Linked DNA regions of Mus musculus: all the other regions are linked to region 1. A link is a contact called in public HiChIP or PLAC-seq and promoter capture Hi-C data. All regions are on one chromosome and are shown on one strand. The core of a region is the stretch at or near the end of the contact, and the rest is flanking DNA. Distances in the headings are between cores, read along the strand shown.

Region 1 (2,968 bases), core at 417-2,916:
CTGGGGGAGAAGAATAGAGTTCTCCCACACCTCCACTTCCCCCCTCCTCCTCATGGAGAACAGGACAGTCCATAATTTCAACTCCCAGAGGGACTTGTTTTAATAGACCCTTTCTCCCTTGTCACCGAAAGAAAGTAGCTCACAAGGGAAAGGCTTCATTTGAAATATCTTTAAAGTTCTTATTAGCAAAGAATGGAAAACTCAATTTCCCCCAAAAGCTCCCCAAGCCCAGATTCTTCCACTTTCACGATGGGGATTAGTGGTGCCCCTTCCCCTCCCCTCCTCTCGTGTTCTGCCTTTTGCAGCTATCAACCCAAGTACCTTCCTCCACATCTTTTTTTTTTTTTTTTTTTTTTCGTTCCAAGCCAGAGGTGGGAGGAAATTCAACAGCTCAGGTTGTTTACATCTGTTCCTGCCCTCTGCTGCCCAGACCCGGATTTGGATCTGGAGGTGGAAGACACTGAGGGGTTGTCCATGCGATACTCAGCTCACTCAGTCCCACTCCTCCAAAAGAGCTGTTGGATTTGGCCAAGAGTGGGAGGCGCTCCCAGACCTGTCTTTCTTTGCAGGTCTTTGCAGCTTTAGCAAGAGCTGCTTCCTCAACCTGCAAATATTTTCCAACCTGGCTTTGTGGGTCAAGACCCCACAGCAGGGTAAGAAGAGAATGTCTGTGCATGCAGACATTTAGAGTATCAAAGAAGGGAGCAGGTACGAGCCTAAGCAAGTCAAGGCGCCAGGGAAAGGGAACAATGTTTTGACACCGGGTTCAGAAAACCCAGTTCAATCCCGCTTTAGCTAGGGAAGAAGGTCCCTACAGATGACTGAGCGAGTGGCAGTCAGCTAGTACCCAAAGTGCAGGCGCTACGGGGCCTCTCTCACCAGTCTCCCCAAGACACATGAGCCCCCCCCCCCCCCACACACACACACAAAGAGCATCCCCACACCTGCCTAGCGATGGTTCACCTTCCCGCCTCTGCTACCCCAGGTCCCCTGAGAGGTGTCAGGCACCCCGAGACTGGCGTTCGCTCCGCACCCCGGAGAGGTGAACAATGGAGACTGAGATACCCCGCGAGTGAGCAAAGGGGTCACCAGGGACGCGTGTGGTGTCCAGAAGGACCGACAGGCCCCTAGTACCCGGGGGTGGGGGCTGGCGTTTCCCCACTTGAGCCCGCTTCTGGCCCTGGGGACACTACGGGGAAGGGACACACGAAGGGCACACCCCGGGGAAGGAATGGGTAATCAAGGGAAGAGGAACAGGAGAGAGGGGATATCCTGGAGAAGGAAGGGAAACCCTTGGGAAGGGAGACCTCGGGGAGTTAAAGGAGCACCCTAGAGAAAGACAAGGCATCCCAGGAAAGGACCGGGCACCCCTAGGGGAGTGTCCAGTGGGGACCCTGGCACCAACCCCAGCCCGCGTCTACGCGGTTCCCCGCGCCCAGGGAACTCGGTTACCGCCGCCTCCGCCGTGGCCCCCTCCGTGTCACCCGGGGTGCGGGACAAGTCGGGCTCGCAGCTCGCGCTGTCCGTCGCCATCTTCCTGCTCTAGCGGATCCGAATGCGAGCTCGGAGCGGCGGCGGGGTTCAGCTCTCTCGGCGCGGGCGGTACTTAACCCGCTGCTGGCTGTGGCCGCCGCGCTCTCAGCCCGGGAGCTCGGCCGCCCCCTCCCGCCTCTCCGCGCCGCCCCTGCCGCTTAACCCTGTGCGCGCTGGAGACGCGGCGCCCCGCCCACCCGCTAGCCCAGTCGCTCCCACGGGACCAAGAACCAGCACCAGAGATGCGCGGCCTCGCGCTGGTGTCGAGGGGACCAAACACCGGGGGATGCAAAAGAAAGCAAGCTTCCTCCCTCGAGGCGACGGGCTGGCCAAAATCTTTGCTTAGACAGTGGGGCACAAGCCGATCTGGAGGCCAGACTCCTGGATGTGAAATAAATCTAAAATTGAGCAACTGTCCCTCACTTCCACTAGCTCCAATGAGGTGCCTTCCTTAATATTTGCCAGCCCCTGTCGCCTGGACACGTCTATCCTCTTGGTTTGTACACCCGGCTTTGTTTTATCGCATCTTCGATGCTAGTTCTCTCTCAAACCATCAACTGAAAGTCTGAACTCACAGCTAAAAGTCCCTGTCCAGCTGTTTTTAGCGCCCTTCCTCCGCAGGTACCTATCTGCTCGGGTTTCTTTTCAAAGAAGGTGGAATCTCCCACCACCACCCGCCCCAAGCCTGAGGTCTGTTCTGAAAAACCACCAGGTATCCAGTAATGTCTTACTACTTTTGAGAGAACAGGAGTTTCTTTCGTACAGATGAGAACACAAGGATACACACACAGACCTTTGTCAAAAATGATCATATGGAAATGCATGGCTGGAGTTTATATGAATGAGTTAGGCCCAAGCAATTAATCTCCTCTTCTCCTGCCTCTAATTCTGTTCTCATCCTTTCCTGCCAAGTCCCAGAATCTGAAAATCTATCACCTTATTGAGACCTTATGGCAAAGACCTCCCCAAATCTCCAGATCTCTAACATTTTTTTTTTTTTTAAATTTTGTTCATTGAAAGCACATAATCAAATGGAGGCATTCAAACTCTGTCTCCCTGAAGCCAAATCAACGCACCATCCAATCCCACGCTTGATATTCTGGAAGGTGGGTGACTGGAATGTTCAGTACATGGAGTATAGCCTTGAAAACAAGCAAGCAAGCAAGCAAACAAACAAACAAACAAAATGACTAAACAACAAGATCCCAGCCTGCTCTCATTGACAGGACCTGACACCTTAACTGTTCATTTTCCGAACTGGATCCGAATATTGTCAGAAATCAAAGAAAATATTTTCTACAAAGACGTTGAAAGGAATCGGTCAACAAAATCTAGAAAGTTCCCCCTAGAAAGAGCAGTCCAGGAAACACACCTGGAGCCCCGAGGTTAAGGGTCAGAGCTTAGGAACCACCTGCAAGTTACCCAGGCACAGAGT
Region 2 (3,020 bases), core at 143-2,642, 280 kb after region 1:
TGGGAAATGAAGTCAGTTAATGTCATTTCAGAGGAGAACAAGGGTTCACAGTGAATTTGACTGATGGCCATTCATATTATATTCTAGCATAACACCTGGCTGCATTTTCTGCCCTGTCCTGATAACTTGAGTCAACCTGAATTCAATAGTAATGAACGTAATTATTTAGTGTAAGAAATTATAATACAGTACAGCAATCATGGTTACTTGTTACTGCTTCTATCCTTGTGGACAGTGAAGGAGTGCAGTAAGGAGAACAGAACCATGGAAAAGACAGCAGCATAAGAGAATGTAAAGTTGAAGACAAGGTTAGTATCGATTTACATGGGGACAATAGAGAACCTGTCCTGGGCCAAGATGCTAACCATTGAAGTCTAGGATATAGTAATTTTTGCTTAATGAAAGGAAAGTGCCTAAAACTATAGATCCTTAAGGACACTAGGCTGGAAACAGTCATCTAGGGAAGTGTTTTTCCAGGTTTAAGCTGCAAAGTCCCACAGAGGCTGCCGCAGCTGTGGCATGAAGGTACCAAGCTACATCTGAAGCTGGCATCAGAAACTGTACTCAACCTCATGGTTTCAGTTTTCTAGAAAACTGAGATACATGAAATCTGAGATCTCAGAGAGCTGCATCGGATTTTCAGAAAGCTGCAGTGGTCAGCTTTCTGGAAAGCTGGCAGGTTTCTATTTCCTGCAAGGAAGCCTTTTGTGGCCATTATGTGAAACCATGAAGGTGGAGTCTAATTTCCTTATAATAAAGAACACAGAATATTTAGAACAGTAGAAACGTGACACATTTGCCTAGGAAATCTATAGGTACTGAGTAGAACTGGTCCCTAAAAGGGGACACACATATCCCAGATAACAGAGCTGAAGAAGTAGCATTACCCAAGACTGTGAAACACAAGGGATGCTCCTGCCTGCATTCAGGACAGATATCCTCTGTTGGTCCTCTCTGTAAATGCCTCCATAGACTCACTGAGATGGATGCTTCACTTATTCTACAAGCATTAATCTAATCAGTCTGACATTGAAGATTAACTATCAAAGTCCATTCCTTCTCTATTTGACACTCAATCTCTTCTTTCTCTCTCTCTCTCTTTTAAATGCGTTTCCTTCTTGGGGAGGAAGGCACGGACATTTGCGGACTCACTTCTCTCTTTCTTACCAACTCAGGACATCAGCCTTGGCAACAGACATCGTTATCCACTGAACCGGCCTGGCCACCTGAAAAACACACCCTTTTAAATCCCTCATACTGGTATCTCGGACTGAATAAACAGGGTAAAGGGAAGGCAACCAGCAAGATACTAGTGTCATAGTCACTCTGTCTCCAAGTCTGTCGAAATGTGAGTGAGCTTCTGTCAGCATAGCTTGGGCTACTCCTGCTTTTGTGCCTTCTTTGTCATAATGGACTCCTGACTGCTCAAACAGTGAGTGAAGAGAGAGCCTGCCTCCCTTAAGTCATTTCTTATCAAGTATTTGGTCACAGTAATCAGAAAAGTAAATAAAATTTCCTTTTGTTGTTTCTTCTTTTTAAAAATAGAGCATTGGAATCTATCATTACTAAAATCTCTCTTAGCTTTGTGATTTACAATACATTATAGATTACCTATTAAACTTCATGAGCTGAAAAATTAAAAGTAGCAGTACAAAGCTGAAGGAAACTAATATTTATCAACAAAAAATGCCTAAAATCACGATGCCATTATAATGTTAATGAAGACCACAGATGGTAATGTTCATTTGAATTTCAAATACTTGCAGCTTTTCAGAGGTAGTGAACCAATTCAACAAAATTTGCATAGCAGAAAAAATATACATAATTATTTTTCTCCTAGTCCAATAGGACTCAGCAGGATATTATAAATACTTGTTAACATGTCCACTAATGAATGCTAAAAACAGAGGGCTTCTTATTGAGGCTACACAAATCAGAAAATACTGTAATACCTAACTTAGCCAGTGATTGAAGACATAGGAAGTCATCAATATTTCTTCTGAATATGTTTTCTATTTTTCTGCAGTGTTTTTATAGATAAATATGTAGCATGGTGTATGTTTAGCTTTCTGCATTAATGGGCAATAAGGAAACCAATGTCTTCATATTTATCTAGGGAAACTCAGGGGCAAAATCACCTAAAAGCTCTCTGTGATAGGTTCAAAGTTTTCTATATACTTTTTATATAAATTTTGGTCAAAGTCTTAGCACAGTGAAGGCTTGAAGTGAGAAATAAGACAAAGTAATGGACAATAGAATTATCCACATAGAACTATGTAAGGAATATGTTACAAATATAAGATTATAGGGACGTCATGCCAGAATATTATTCAGTATATCTAGGATTGAGTCAAGGAGAAAAAAATTTAAAAAAAATTCCTTAATTCAGTTCTTGGCATTGATGGCTTTGATGGAGCAAATACTACCCACAGTTAGTATCTGCTGATAGAAGGTCTTGGGACAAAGGGATCTACTTAATGAGTCTATAATCAGCTTAGGGTGGTTTTGAGGTTAATTGCTAGAGACATTCTGCACTTTACAGAGCCAGATGGATAGGCAAGGGCTGGAGAGGCACTTCAGTGGGGAGAGGCAGTTACTGCACAAAAATGAGAACCTAATGTTTATGCCCTGAACCAATGATATATAGAGAAAACCAACTCACTAAAGTGTTCCTTTGACCTGCATGCATGCACCAATGGACATGGGCACTCTTACATACATCATATGCTCTACCCCACATTAAAAAACTAACCAGTACCCGGGAGCTCTTGTCTTTAGCTGCACATGTATCAAAAGATAGCCTAGTCGGCCATCACTGCAAAGAGAGGCCCGTTGGACTTGCAAACTCTATATGCCCCAGTACAGGGGAACGCCAGGGCCAAAAAGGGGGAGTGGGTGGGTAGGGGATTGGGGGGGTGGGTATGGGGGACCTTTGGGATAGCATTGAAAATGTAAATGAGGAAAATACCTAATTAAAAAAAAAGTAATGCTTTATAACAAGAAAGTATGCTTTAAAAAAG
Region 3 (2,755 bases), core at 223-2,722, 350 kb after region 1:
GATTGTCCACAGCATGCATGATTCATCTCTGACAGGGGTCTGATTTTGAAAGGTGAAGATAGTTTATATTTGGAATTCTGGGAACCCTTGAGAGGGTATATCAAGTGTCCCAAGAGAGGTGGCAGCTGCTGATGCCCTTGCTGTTGCTGTTGCTGCTGTTTGGGTGCTGTTGATTGCTGCTTATTTCATAGAAGGAATTTATTTGCCTCAAGGAACTTGATACCCTAATCACCAGGAAGTAGTCTCATGATGCCAACACCCCATTTCCAGTCTAGTATTCTTTCTCTCCTGCCTAGTGTTGTGGGGTTGGAAAGGGATATGGATTAGGGTGGTAGAAAGGGGGAATCTATAAAGTAGCCAAAAGTCTTTTGTTTTTTTATGTGACATATCCTAACACATATTTATCCTAATCAGAATTAGTGATCAGAGAAGTAAACTTGTAAGACATAAGGAAGTCAGGGGAGATTTTACTTAAGCAATGTTATCAGGTAGGCTACAGTGTCTAGGGCACATAGAATGATACTGGCTTTTGATAGTAATGTGGACATATAACCTACATGAAAAAAATGGCAAGATGGGTTTTTTGTTTGTTTGTTATTGCTTTGGATAAGATGCAGGTAATTAGGTAGGTTTATTTGACTCGTGTAGAATTTCTCTACTGTGATTCTCAAACAATTATGAAGCAAAGTCATTAGCCAAGGGGCATTGAAGAGAAATGATGTAACAGGGGAGAGGAAAGGGACAACAGTTGGGGTAGGAAACTAGTTAAGTGTTGATGGACAGAGTAGCAGTCTTCTTAAAGGTCATGTTCTTGAACTGAAAAGGAAAACCGACGGCATGGTGGTTCCCTTTAGTCCTATTCAGAGTCTCAGAGTAGATAAAACAGGTTAGAGTTTACTAGGGCTTAGGTTTAAAGGACATAAGCAGAACAGGCACATTTACTGACTACATTTACATGGAAGGGATTTTAATGAGTGGAATTCAGTCTGGTTAAGTAGAACACAGAGCATACAGGGAAAGGTGGACAAGGGCAGGGAAAAGCAATAGAGTTAATGAGCCTTAGATACATTGAGCTCAGTCGTCAACGGACTTTTAATTTTTTAAGTAGACAAGTTAAGGTGGAACATGAGGGGCATGTTTACAAAGTGTGCTTAAAATTGAGATCATCCAGAGATGATAGGTATAACAAGCTATAGCACGTGACCATGCAAGCGGAGACAACACCACGGGCAGAAATCCACCTTCTTCAACCCACATTGATTTGGTTAAATTAACAAGCGATTTCATCCATCCTTGAAGGAAAATGGGCTATACACTAATAGGTTTCTATCCAAGGCTCAGGATTTAACGGCAAGATTGTGTATGTGGCCATAATACCAAAATCAATCAAATATGAAAATCCAGTTCCGCTAACTGGATCACAATCAAGGCTGCAGCTGCGCAGTAGAAGCTCTGCACAGTTTCTAGGCAACAGATATAGCTGCTTTGGTCCCTGGCTATAGCCAGGCAAAGATTCTTGTCAGCACACAAGTCTAGATTTGGTCAGATCGAGAGGCAATTGTGAACAAGGTGGTTGCGGCAGAGGACCCGGGCTGTTGGTTAGGATTCCCAGGAACATCTTACTTAGAGATCTTACCATGAAGAAGTTCTTCCCCTTCAGGGGAAAGAGGAAGACAGATGATTCCCACAGCCACTCCTCAGAAGTGCCCATTAGCCTGGCCAAAACCGCACCGCCCAGCCTGTCCATAGGTGGAGGATATCACCTTCGAGATAAGCACTTAAAGAAACTTCATAAAGCTGCTACCATTGGCAATGAGCAGAAGCTGAAGGATTACCTTGAACGCAAGAAATACAATGTGAATGGGCGGGACAAAAGAAGCAGGTGACCGGAACCTAGGGTCTAGAGAGGAACTGGGGAGGACAAGCTGGGGCAGCTGGCTGTTCCAACTATAGAGAAAGCATGTCAGGGCTGTAGAACCTGGGTGTCATTCTGTGGTTTCCTGAACAGCATCACTGTCTTTGGCATAGGGTCACACATAGGTTTTGGCTCCTTAACTTGCGCATGTTTGCTTGGCTCACTGTTTTCTCTTACATTGGCTCTTTTGCTTCTTGGTATGCGTTGTGCCCCACGGGAGGGTGTATGTGTGTGAGGAAAGGCTATCATCAAGAAGGAAATTACAAAGTCTCTAAGACCTGGAAATACCAAAATAAATAACATCGTTTTGTTTAAAGAAATTTGATAACTTTACATAATGTAACAAACTTCCTTGGGCAGACAATGGTTGCCTTTCTTCTTTTGTGTTACACATTCGGGTTTTTTTTTTTTTTTCTTTTTTTTTTTTTTTTTTTTTTTTTCTTTTCTCTGAGACAGAGTTTTTCTGTGTAGCCCTGGCCGTCCTGGAACTCACTCTGTAGACCAGGCTGGCCTCGAACTCAGAAATCCACCTGCCTCTGCCTCCCAAGGGCTGGGATTAAAGGAGTGCGCCGCCACCATCACCCGGCACACATTCGTGATTTGGCTGAGACCAGAAGCGGGCACTAGATCCCCTGGTCCTGGAGTTCGTGAATAATGTAGCAAGCTTATTTATTTTATCACACATTTCACATACTGCCTGGTTTACATAGTTGTTACATATATTTGCAACATTGGAAATGACAATACCACTTGATGGGCAGAGAAATACACAACAGGGAGAAAGATGCCTTTGACATTGCCCTTTGTATTAGTTAGGGATGTTTCTTAAGTTTTGGAGAG

Evidence for each region. Promoter capture Hi-C pulls out the DNA fragments that hold promoters and counts their contacts. HiChIP or PLAC-seq counts read pairs in DNA pulled down with a chosen protein or histone mark.
Region 2: an H3K4me3 HiChIP or PLAC-seq map of embryonic forebrain shows a contact between it and region 1, with 5 times the contacts expected there. The contact joins the enhancer-like site here to the promoter of Cttnbp2 in region 1. A contact is called at or near these places in 3 of 484 Hi-C or Micro-C datasets (Sertoli cells, adipose-derived mesenchymal stem cells and nephron progenitors) and 3 of 115 datasets of contacts at active chromatin or transcription factors (embryonic forebrain, embryonic hindbrain and forebrain).
Region 3: a contact with region 1 is called in a promoter capture Hi-C map of hippocampal neurons, with 4 times the contacts expected there. The contact joins the promoter of Ankrd7 here to the promoter of Cttnbp2 in region 1. A contact is called at or near these places in 2 of 39 promoter capture datasets (cranial neural crest and hippocampal neurons), 1 of 484 Hi-C or Micro-C datasets (cortical neurons) and 2 of 115 datasets of contacts at active chromatin or transcription factors (embryonic forebrain and forebrain).

What each region holds. Positions count from the first base shown.
Region 1 is chr6:18,513,203-18,516,170 of GRCm38.p6, forward strand. It overlaps Cttnbp2 (cortactin binding protein 2), which reads right to left and starts at 1,667. Exons shown (of 23, transcript NM_080285.2): 1 at 1,453-1,667. The coding sequence starts at 1,533.
Region 2 is chr6:18,794,224-18,797,243 of GRCm38.p6, forward strand. No RefSeq gene overlaps it. Among named protein-coding and RNA genes, the nearest start is that of Lsm8, 53 kb to the right of the region's middle. Within about 2 kb of position 1,393, at least 13 of the 459 cell types and tissues checked have an H3K27ac peak or open chromatin away from gene starts, as enhancers often do. A contact at or near this core is called in embryonic forebrain, where this site is marked.
Region 3 is chr6:18,864,846-18,867,600 of GRCm38.p6, forward strand. It overlaps Ankrd7 (ankyrin repeat domain 7), which reads left to right and starts at 1,473. Exons shown (of 6, transcript NM_029202.2): 1 at 1,473-1,882. The coding sequence starts at 1,638.